2 separate regions of the Mus musculus genome follow, and region 1 is linked to region 2. A link is a contact called in public HiChIP or PLAC-seq data. All regions are on one chromosome and are shown on one strand. Each heading gives the region's core, a stretch centred on a gene start, on an enhancer-like site or on the middle of the called end of the contact. The rest is flanking DNA. Distances are from core to core; before and after follow the strand shown.

Region 1 (5,521 bases), core at 1,685-4,184, 110 kb after region 2:
CCATCCCCTGCCCAATGCCAGGCCCTTCCAAAGCCTGGTCAGCATCTTGGTGCTGGCTCTGCCTGCCTGGCTAGCCTGGCGTGGTCTGGCGTTGCTTGGTTTGGAACCCACGCACCGATCCTGGACGCTGATCCTCGCCTGCACTTGCCCCATGGCTTTGCTTGGCTCGGTGAACACCGACCTCAAATCACTCTCTTGGCCTCCGGCTCCGATCTCTTTCTCTTCTTGCCACAGTGCCCTGACAACGTAATGGACTTACCAGGACAGCCCAGCACCCGGCCCTGAGTTCGGATATGGCAGAGACCAGAGCTCAGTCATCCAGGCTCAGGTCAGTGTGGACTTCCCTGGCCAGCTGGCCTGTCCCTTGACTGCTCCATGCCAAGCCCAGGGTACCACTGACATTTGAGTCCCAGGGCCATTGAAGGGTACAAGGCAGAAGGCAGATGACCCCATCTTACTGCCACATGTGAGACCCACAGACCACCCTGGCCATTGGGAGAAGTGTGGCTGTCTGGCTGCCTCGGGCTAACCTGCTCTCTTGGCATTGGCTCCAGTGGGCCTGCCTTCCAGAAACCCCCACTTCCTGTGCCTGAATTTCACCCTGCTGCAGTCCTGACTCATAGAAGGCTCTTTGGTCTATAACTTCTTAGAACTAACAGAAGACATCTGGGGCATGCGGAAATACATAATGGTCTGTGAGAACAAAACACCCCTCCCCCTGTGTGTGTGTGTATGTGTGTGTGTGTGTGTGTGTGTGTGTGTGTGTATGAGCCAGAGATCAACCGTAGGTATTGTTCCACAGACACTGTCACCCTCCCCTGCCCCCCATTTTTGAGAGACATTCTCTCACTACCCTGGAACTTGCTTTCAGCCCTAGGGACCCTCCTGCCTCTGGGTCCCCACTACGGGGATTACAGGTGTGGGCCACCATGCCTGTTTGAGCCTTGGGGATCCAGTTCCGATCCTAATGCTTGCGTGGTGAACACCTTATGGGCTGGTCTGACCTTCATCTCCAGCCTCAAAGCTGTTTTTCCTGAGGAAGAGCTTCAGTATGCTTCTGAATTAGACAGCAGCCTCGTTCAGAGCTGACAGAACCCTTGATTATATGAAGCACCCCCTCATTTCCAGATAGTCTCGTAGCTCAGGCTAGCCTTGAAGCCACTACGTAGCTGGAGATGACCTTCAACTCCCGAGCCTCTTACCTTTACCCCTAGTGTAGGGATGGCGTGTCCTACCTGGTCTGGCTCCTTCTCTGCCCAAGGGTCATCTGTAATTTCTACTCTCCATCCCTTGACCCCACTCTTGTGTGTGGATCTCCTGCCCTGCAGTTTCCAGTTTGATTGAAGGATCACTGGTGTTATATATAAAGTGCTCATAATGTGTGGAGCCCAACCTCGGCTGGCACCTCATCCCTGTGAAGAGAGCAGTTTACCGTCCCCACATATAGAGGATGGCCAGGAACTCACAGCAGGGCCCACACTAGCTCTCTCATGGAGGAGAGAGGTGTCCTGGTGACTCACTCAGGAATGTCTGTCTTCTTGTTGGTTTTGTTTTTCCAAATGAGAACCAGTTGTTGTTGTTTGGGGCTGGGCTGGGTGCTGGTGACCTTGAAATGGGAAGCTGGGGCCTTTCCAGAGTACGTGGAAATGTTGATCCTATGTCTCTCAACTGGGCTCGAAGAAAATAAATCATATAGAATAACGTTAGAGAGGCTGGATGGGCTTAACCCCCAAATTGCTTCCAGCCCTTCGGAAAACATTTCTTCCTCATGTTTGTTTATCTCAACATTTTTTCCCCTCTTGTGCAGAATTTTCAGACCTGGATTTAGAGGCTGTTGACTGTGGTGCGTGAACCTACTCTGGGCTCACAAGGGCCACTGGCTCACAATCAGCATCCTGTAGGGGACAGGGAGCAGCATCTGAATGTCACACAGATCTTAGGGCCCCACGTGTGTCCACAGTCATTCTATCATCCTCGGCCCCACAACCCTCCCTGTCAGAGTTGCTAACCCAGCCTTGCAGGGTCAGGGGTCTCTATTCCCCACCTCGGCTCTCTTGAGGAAATCCTGGACGGGTGGTGGGTCCCTAGGTTCCCATTCTAGTGGACCTCATGTGATTTCACTGCACACTGTTCCTCCAGTAGTGTGTGGCTCCAACAACATCCCCATCACCAGATCAGCCCATCGGATGGCCCTGCCAAGTCCGCTGCAGACCTTAGAGGGTTCTAGAACATCAGAGGAGCCAGAAACTGGGCAGCCCTAGGTGGGGCTTCCTGGGAAGGAGACCTGGGTGCTCAGATCTCATTTGGACATGAGGACCTGGTCAGATAGAACAGTATGCATGTGAAGTGGGGGTCACGGCGGTCAGATTGGTGGGGAGCCCATTAAGCTGGGGCCGTGGACTTTTGCTCAAATCCCAGAAAGCTATGGTGGGGTTGCAGACAACAGCAACAGCCTAGGGCAAGCCCAGATCTGGAAAGGCCAGCCACAGAAGCTTCCAGAATAACCCATCCATTAAAGGTAGTCAACCTTTCCCTGAAGACTGAGAATCCATGGGGTGAACGTCTCTCTGTTGGTAGCATTCAAGGGCTCTCTATGGACCCCCTCATGGCTTCATTGACTCTGGGAGATCCCCACTCTCCTTCCACATGGCCAATGTGAGGAATCTGCCCTACCTGACTTAAAAAATGGTCAGACTCCTGCCCCAGAGGGACCACCTGTGGATCCTAGAGACTCAAAGAGGCTCAGCATTGTGGCCCACCCTGGTGCGTCCAGAACACAGCTCCCTGTACCCCAAATGCATGGGTCCCAACAGGCAGCCCTACCACCCACAGGCTGTGCTAAAATGCTACTTACAGCCATGCTGGCTCAGCTCTGGGAAGGAGGTGGCGAGGCTGGGAAATGTCATATCCCCCCTCATGACTCATATGGGGAAAGAGCGCACATGAGTAATGCCCCCCACTACCCCCTGGGCTGAGGAGACACCAACTCCCCGGCCTGACACACAACAGCTCATTTCTCCTTGCAGAAGCTTCTGGGACGAGCATGACTAACAAACACATCAGGGATGGAGGGGTGAGCTCATCGGAGTGGGCTCGAACTGCAGATCAATAAGCACAGCTATAGGATATTTACAGACTCAAAGCGTCTCACCACCAATCAACAGATGGACATGGCTGATCCAGGCTCCATTGGTAACCACACTGATCCCAGGTATTAGGGCAAACCCCCTCTCACAAGACACCTAGGAGGACCCCATGACTCTCTGTGCTGGCCTTGTCTGAATACTTAACTCAAAGCTCATCCTGAAAGCTAGACGTGGTGGTGCGTGCCTTTAATACCAGCACTTGGGAGGCAGAGGCAGGAGGATCTCTGAATTTGAGGGCAGCCTGGTCTACATAGTAAGTTCCAGGACAGCCAGGGCTACACAGAGAAACCCTGTCAAAAAAAAAAAAAAAAAAAAAAAAAGCTCTAGACATCTTATTCTGAGGACAGACTGCCTTGTCCAAACACCCAGAGATCCGTATCCCAAAGCCAAGGGCAAGTTGTTTGTTGCCAAGCCTGATGACCTCGTCTGATGACGTGAGTTCAATTTCTAAGATATGTGTAGTGGAATGGAAGAATTGAACGATTTCCAAACTTTGTCCCCAGACCTCTAGAAGCATGCCCAGGACACACACACATGCACATAAATGAATGTAAAAACTTAAAATCATTTCAGAAGAGAGAGAAGGCAAGGGCCATGTTATCACTAAGTGCCATGTGTTAGAAAAGGAAACAGCTTTCAGGGCCATTTGAGACAGTTGTCCACACTTGAGTGTGAAGCAGAGTGACAAGCCTTTGATACTGGAACTAACTGCTGCAGTGCTGACCCCCAGTTAGATCTTAAGTTGGTTCTGAGAGCGCCTCGCATCTTGGAGTTGTCCACAGAAGTGCCTGTGTGCAAGAGCGTGTGTGGCTACGACCTGCCATCCAGTGGCTTGAGAAAAATCCATGTATGTGCACATGTATACTTGTGGCCGAAGGGCTGTGAGTGATGCAGAGAGGGTCACCATCTAAACCTCCAGTGAGTCTGAGCGAGGCTGACTAGCCGGTTCAACTCATTTTCTGTGGGTTTGAAATTTATCTGCTGCATAGCCTTTTCCTCAGAAGGGAAACAGTCTTTCTGCCACAGAAGATGGAGGCTCCTAAGACTCAATGGCAGAAGCTTAGAAAGTTCCAAGATGCCCAAGGCTCCACCCCATGCTTATATGAGCAACACACAGTTGCTGGAGGACACTCTTCCGCAGAGCTGCCTGCAAGTTGCTCAGGGCCCCAACCCCAACCCAGAATTCAGTTTGGAGGCATCACCCATGCTGAGCTGTTCAGTGTAGCAGCTACCTGAGTCACCCATACTCCTGTGACCCTGGAAATCTCACTGGTTCACCGTGCTAGACTTTGGTGAATCTGTTGACAGTGCCATATCTAGGGTGAATGGATATTTGTTCACATTGCCTCAGGAAGTCATACAATATCAAAATATAAAGCGACTGTTTGGTTTGAACCTAAAATGCTACCTCATTCTGAGTGCTGGGTTCCCAGCTAGTGACACTAATATGAAGAGGTGGTAGAGCTTTTAGGGGCAAGCTGACCTGGAGAAAGTAGGAGGATGGCCTTAAAAGCACACCACCCTATTGGCCTCCTGTCCTCTTTTCTTCCTGGTCAGTGTGATGTGAAGAGCCTCCCCGTGGCCTCCCACAGCCATGATCCAAGTATGACTTCTCATGTGATGGATGGAAGCCCTTGGAAGCCTCCATGAGTCTAACCAACTGTTTCTCCCTTGATTCGGTCAGGCACTGGGGGCACAGAGATTAAAAAAATCAACTAATGCAAAAATTATCAAAAAAGGAAGAAAGAAAGGAAAGAAGAGAAAGGAAGCAGGGTCCTTCTGCCTCCTGGTCTGGACAAGGTCTGGAAGTTTCTGTGGCCGAGCCTTGCTGCAGCCCTGTTCTCCTGTGGTTCTATTTGGGTCAGGCTATGTGTAGCCCAGGGTCACTGGCTGGAGACCTGGGCCTCTCTCCAAGTACTGTGTCTTCTTCACCGAGCGGATTTAAGTTCCACTCGGGAAGACATTGTCCAGCCTGGAACAACCCCGATCAACTTCCTGCCTGCTGCTCACTCAGCTGTGGCCTGGATCCAACGTCATCCCACACATCTGTCTAAATGAGGTCCTGGCCCCACTGGCTCATTTTAGCTGCCTTTGGCCCCTTGTGATCTGTAAGCAATCCACCACCTGCCACTCTGCTCGTTAACAAGAGGCAAGCAGGAGGCCAGGCTGCAGTCCAGAGGCTGGGAGGGACCTTCCGGCACTGTTGAGCTTGGGCACAGGCTTCTCTGTCTCCAATTCCTCCTCACCCACCTGACCAGAAAGGCATGAGGCTAATGCGATGCTGCGATGGCCCCGAGCCCACCTGTGCACCCCAGGGCCTCTGTGCCAGGCGGGGGTGTGGAACTGTGCCATCTCCTTCATCTGTAGCACATCTC
Region 2 (5,807 bases), core at 2,588-5,087:
CTCTAGTGGCTCTGTAGAGAGACTCCCTCTGCGCCCGTGGGCTTGGATGGAAGGTGCCTGAGGGCCCGCACAGCGCAGCTCGTGCTGACTGACTTCAGAAGCTGGACTGTTGCCTGGGTGAGGGCACACGAGAGCCGCCGCTTCTGAAGAACCGCTGGTTCCCGGGCGGAGGAGGCGGCTCGCACCGTGTCCCAGTCTGATCGCGTAGTGGAATAAGTCCCGCACCAGCAGCTCTTGTAAATTTGTGAAAATGAATTTTATCTTTCCTTAAAAAAATAATTTTTTTAATTCATCACACTCTCCTCCTTTACCCTGTAGTTTTTGATAAATGACAAAAACGAGCCAGTCGTCATTAGAGATCGCTCTTACTTCAAAAGGAAATAAATACAAAAAAAACTTGTTGCTGGTTCCTAATAGGAAACACATTTTAACGATTACGAGAGGGAAACCGCTGACGTAGACACCGCGGGTCAGACATGTGGGTAGACGTCAGGCTGCAGAGGTGGGTGATTGTAACTTTATTACCCTGAAAAGATTTCAAATCACATTCATGCTGTGTACACATGAACAGTGGGCACAATGATGGACTGACAATTCCCAGTGTCTGCTGTGTAATCTCCCGCCACGCCTCTCTGATGCCGTGTCCCCCACGTACACAGTGTATTGATTCCTAGGAGTATAAAGTTGTCACCCATCAATAAAGATCACAAAGTTGGTTTAAAGCTGTGTTTCTTGGTGTGCTCAGCCTCGGAACTTAGCCAGGACCCTGGCTATGCTGGGTTAGTGTGGCTGTTGCTGAGTGGGGGAGGGCCTGTCTTGGAGTCTTGCTCCCTCTGATCTTGTGACTTAGGTCAAAGCCTGCGTCTTCCCTGAGTATTTCTGATGCTGCCTCAGTTCCTGGCAGAGACGAAGAGGGCTCTGCCAGCCATAGGAAGTTGGCTGTACACGGGGCTTGCACAGGGCAGGGCTTCCATTGGCTTGAAACCCTTTACTCTGGAGCGCCTTCCTTCCGTTAAGGGGCAGTGTTCCACCCAAGTCCTGCTTAGCCTCACTTCAGGATGTGGAGCTGGTGGCCCCCGTGCTTCCTGGAAACCTGGTGACAGCCAGAGGGACTCAGGTGCTCGTTCTTCGTGGGGTGTTGCTGGGACAAATGTGTCAGAGCACACCGTTCCACAGCTGGGGCTTGCTTACTGTGTCTCAAGCCATTACAAGAGGCCCGACACATGCCTGCCATGTAGATGAGCAGCTGCATGTGTGCAGGTGAGTTTACCCCCAGTACCATTTGGAGCCTGTGTTGTCCTGAGAGATGACGGCCACGTAGAACGGTGAACAGCGAGGAAGTGAGTCTGGTGCAGCGCACGGATATCTCCGTCAGCTAGCAGCTTTGCAGCTCTCTTCTGGGGGCTGTCTTCTTACGTGGTGTGTCTGGACTTTTGACTTTGGCCACTCTGTTGCCAGCATGAGATTCTGCACCCTTTCCTGTGTGTGGCTCAGGTCAAGAAGAAAGCTGGTATTGGAGGGCAGTGCTTAGTGAGTACACTGTAGCTGTACAGATGGAATTTCAGGACCTCTGCTTACTCCGGTCGGCCCCATTTCACTCTGGTCAGCTCTGCTCACTCAGTCCCTGCTTGCTCCAACCCAAAGATTTTTATTTATTATTATACATAAGTACACTGTAGCCGTCTTCAGACGCACCAGAAGAGATTGTCAGATCTCATTACGGGTGGACATGAGACACCATGTGGTTGCTGGGATTTGAACTGAGGACCTTTAGAAGAGCAGTCAGTGCTGAGCCATCTCGCCAGCCCCTAATTTAACTCTTTACTGATTGCGCAGCTATTCTGGTACTGTTTAGCAATAGTTGTTGGTCGAGAGGGGCCAGATCCTGTATCTAAGGCTTCCTGACTTACATAGACACTTCAGTTATCCTCCTGAGGCAGTATGAACCCTAGTTTTTTTGTTTTTGTTTTTCTCAGAAGGCATCGCATTCCTCCTAGACCCTCTAGCCGTTAGCCCAACCTTAATGGCTACCCCTAGAACCTTAATAGCTTCCTTCCTGAGGTTTAAGGTCATGTTAAACCTCATTGGAGATAGATGAACATAGCTGTAGACTCTGTATGGTTTAACTTAATGCAAGTCTTAAATTTTCCTTTTTGTTTGTTTGTTTGTTTGTTTTTTCAAGACAGGGTTTCTCTGTGTAGCCCTGGCTGTCCTGGAACTCTCTGTAGACCAGGCTGGCCACAAACTCAGAAATCTGCCTGCCTTTGCCTCCCAAGTGCTGGGATTAAAGGTGTGTGCCACCACCGTCCTGTATATCAAAATATATCTTAGCTAGGACTTCGAATAAAGCAGGGTTTCATACTTTACCTTTTTTGATATTTTTACTGTTTAAGACACACACACACACACACACACACACACACACATTGCCTGTGTGCATTTCAGTGCATCACATTCACACCTTGGAACCAGTGTACTTAACACCCAGCCAGGTCCCCTGGAACTGGACTTATATAGATGGGAGCCACTGTGTGTAATGTCCTTACTGGGCTTTATCTCGAGCCCAGAGTCTGTAGTTTTTGGTAGCATCTCAGTTTTGTATTGCCTGAGCTACATCAGTACGTAGCCAGGCGCAGATAGGTGCGCGAGCTGGGGTGGATGAGACACACCAGCCCTGAATGAAGCGTTGTCAGTGTTCTCTCCCTGGGACACAGGCCTCCTGTTGTTCACCCTGGAGTCTAATCCTACCATGGTGTTGGTGCTAAGGTACGAAGCTTCCTGGTGGGGTCCCCTGGCTTTGACTCATTCATACCTGGAACTTCCTGCAAACTTTGCTATCGGGGGTTTTTGAAGTAGCTGTTTTCCTAGCCTAGTGGTCAGGGTGTAGATTCCTCTAAGTCAAGGTGAATGAATGCTAAGGTGACATCAGCCATGTATCCCCAGGATGGGCATTCAGGATTGGAAGCCTCAAAGCCCATCTGGAGTGTGTTGGTTTACAGTGTTGGGCCGCGTGGTGGGGCTCCAGGATGCTCCCTGGAGTCCCAGAGCAGGGTCGCTGTACATTTGCCCTTGGGCTCCTAGCCTATACTTTTAAAAAATACATATTTTTTATGTGCGGATGTTTTGCCTGTATGTGCCTGTGTACCACATACATATCTGGTGCCCGTGGGGCCAAGAGAGGGCATGGGATCCCTGGAGCTAGAGCTACAGATGGCTGTGAACTGCTATGTAGGTTCTAGGAATCGAACCTCTACAAGGAGCAGCCAGTGCTCCTAACTGAGCTGAGGCATCCATCACTCCAGCATCCTCCTAGCTAGAACTTCAAATAAAAGCAGGGTTTCATACTTTACCTTAATATTTTGATAATTTTACTGTTTAAGATAAATTACATATTTTTCTAAAGTAAAGAAGTGTTTCTGAGTGCCCAGATTCTCTCCTGAGGGAGCACTTCCGGACCGTGGGCAAGCCTTTATTGCTCCTTGAGTCTGTTCTCCTGTGAGGCCGCCAAGACTTGCACATCCTAGACTTACATTTTCATATGTAGTTTATAGCAGTCCTGTACTCCGCAGAGGAAAGATGGCAGCTCTCTAGTGTCTTACTGACTGGGCTGCAGTTGGAGACGCTACCCCGTGAGGTTGGTAAGCTGGGTCAGAGCGCACCCCTGGTTGGCATCCCCTTACCTGCAGCTTGATCTTGTCCTCCAGTTTTCCCTGTCTCTGTCTGCATTCCAAGCTGAAGGAAGCTCTGTGATTGGTCCTCCAAGCAGGCCCCAGGCTTGTGCACCCTGAGGCTATTGCAAGGAGTATCTGCTTTTGTGTGTGCACTCGGGGACTTGGCAGGCACTTGCCTGCTCTGGAGCCTGTGCCAGCCATTCCTGCTGTGCTGAAGACAAGAACTCACACCCTTCCAGACCTCAGCCTGTTGAGGGAGCCACTGGTGACTGACTGCCATGAGTCACATAGTGTTTGTTCGGAGGCTGGTGGCTGTAGAAGAGAAATAGAAACACAGGCAGGAATCCCAGAGCTGTAAGGCTCCCACAGTGACTGAAGAGGGGAGCAGAGCCCACGGGGCCAGCCTCGTGACATCTAAGCAGCAGCCCACCTTCCCCCTCTTGTGATATCACTGTGAGTGGGGTGATACCCTGCACGTATGTAGGGGCACAGGCCTGTAGGACAGGAAGGAGCCAGCTTGACCAACACAAACTCTAGGTGAGGACAGAGGCCATCTCAGCCCCTGTGGTGCACTGATGCCTAAGGAGCTGACCCTCAGCTGGGTCACAGGATGATCCTGCTGTTCCTGTGAACAGGCCATTCTTGTGCAGGAAGTTGTAGAGAAGTCAGTGAATGTATTCCCAGGCCTGCGGCTCAGGAACAGCCACGGGCAATCGGCTCTTTTCTTTCTTCCTTCCTTCCCTCCTTCCTTCCTTCCTTCCCTCCCTCCCTCCCTTCCTTCCCTCCCTCCCTCCCTTCCTTCTTCCTTCCTTCCCTCCTTCCTTCCCTCCCTCCCTCCCTCCCTCCCTTTTTCCTTCCTTCCTTCCTTCCTTCCTTCCTTCCATCCATCCATCCAAAAAGAAAAAGATGGTCTCTGTAGCCTGCAGTAATCTTTCTGCTTCAGCCTTTGCAGCTGAGTTTCAAAGTCCTGCCTCCTCCTTTCTTGCCTGATCACTAACCTGTGGGCACACCTACCCCCACCCCCACCTCCATCTTGGTTGCTATCACCCTGTCAGTTCTGGGTGCTTCACTGAAGCTCATGTAGTTCAGCGAGCCACCTCCAAGGCCAGGGAGATAGATCTTACCTGCTGGGTGCTTTTCAAGGAACCCACATGCTAGGCAAATGCTCTGCCATTGAGCTACGTTCCTGCTAGCTACTAAGAAACAGTATAAGGGGCCTGTGTCCTAGGCAGCCTCACCAAAGCAGCCCAGGGTGATTGCTATGTGGTAGCCCTGGAGGGACAGGACCTATGTTCTTCCAGCCTTTCAGTGGCCAGCTGGGAGCCAGCTGCACAGGCTGTTGTTTGTATATTATTATCTATTATCATTATTATTATTATCTACTTCCCTTTATAGCAATACCACGAGCTTTCTGAAACCTTCTGAGGCACAGAAATAACCCGGGTAGAGACTGTGTCCACCCTGAGACCAGACTCAGCAGCAGAGACCACTTCTGCTTGACCATGTTGACAGCCCCACACAGGAAGGCTCATTTCTGGATACAGCAGGAGTATGCTCTAATTCTTCCCGGAGGGCAGGCGTCTTCCTTGGGGTTTTACTGCTGTGAACTGACATGACTAAGGCAACTGTTGGAGAAGCCCAGAAGATGGTGAGCTGGATGGATGCTAGACGGTTTGCTTTTGATTGTGACTCCGACCTGATATTTTTTTCCCTCTTGAAGGAAGAAAGTATTTTAGCAGAGCCCACAGTTAAGAGATTTTTAATTGTAAAAAGGTTTTGGATTTTAAAAGAGATTGGATATTTTAAAGGGATTGAAATCTTAGTATGTAAGAATTTGCAAAGACCGTGGGACTTTTAAAGTTATTTAGATCTTGGGGATGAATAAGAACTAAGTGTTGAGGCTTACTAGTGATGTATTTGTGTGTCAAGTTGACAAGGGGTCAATTGTACTGGCTAGTTTTGTGTCAACTTGACACAGCTGGAGTTATCACAGAGAAAGGAGCTTCAGTTGGGGAAATGCCTCCCTGAGATCCAGCTGTAAGAAATTTTCTCAATTAGTGATCAAGAGAGGTGGGCCCATTCTGGGTGGAGCCATCCCCGGGCTGGTAGTCTTGGGTTCTATAAGAGTAGGCTGAA

What was found. HiChIP or PLAC-seq counts read pairs in DNA pulled down with a chosen protein or histone mark.
Region 1: a contact with region 2 is called in an H3K27ac HiChIP or PLAC-seq map of embryonic fibroblasts, with 18 read pairs. The contact joins two enhancer-like sites. A contact is called at or near these places in 1 of 39 promoter capture datasets (Sertoli cells), 6 of 15 datasets of contacts at CTCF or cohesin (CD8 T cells, the NIH/3T3 cell line, embryonic stem cells and 2 more), 97 of 484 Hi-C or Micro-C datasets (the 4T1 cell line, the AML12 cell line, B cells and 45 more), 22 of 115 datasets of contacts at active chromatin or transcription factors (the HPC-7 cell line, VIP interneurons, cardiomyocytes and 12 more) and 5 of 9 other capture datasets (adipose tissue, embryonic stem cells, embryonic trunk and 2 more).

Annotation. Positions count from the first base shown.
Region 1 is chr8:120,062,862-120,068,382 of GRCm38.p6, forward strand. No RefSeq gene overlaps it. Among named protein-coding and RNA genes, the nearest start is that of Zdhhc7, 36 kb to the right of the region's middle. Within about 2 kb of position 2,935, at least 21 of the 459 cell types and tissues checked have an H3K27ac peak or open chromatin away from gene starts, as enhancers often do. A contact at or near this core is called in the 4T1 cell line, embryonic fibroblasts, pancreatic cancer cells and 1 more, where this site is marked.
Region 2 is chr8:119,956,839-119,962,645 of GRCm38.p6, forward strand. Usp10 (ubiquitin specific peptidase 10) reads left to right here. Exons shown (of 14, transcript NM_009462.2): 14 at 1-722. Among named protein-coding and RNA genes, the nearest start is that of Crispld2, 33 kb to the right of the region's middle. Within about 2 kb of position 3,838, at least 60 of the 459 cell types and tissues checked have an H3K27ac peak or open chromatin away from gene starts, as enhancers often do. A contact at or near this core is called in the 4T1 cell line, embryonic fibroblasts, pancreatic cancer cells and 1 more, where this site is marked.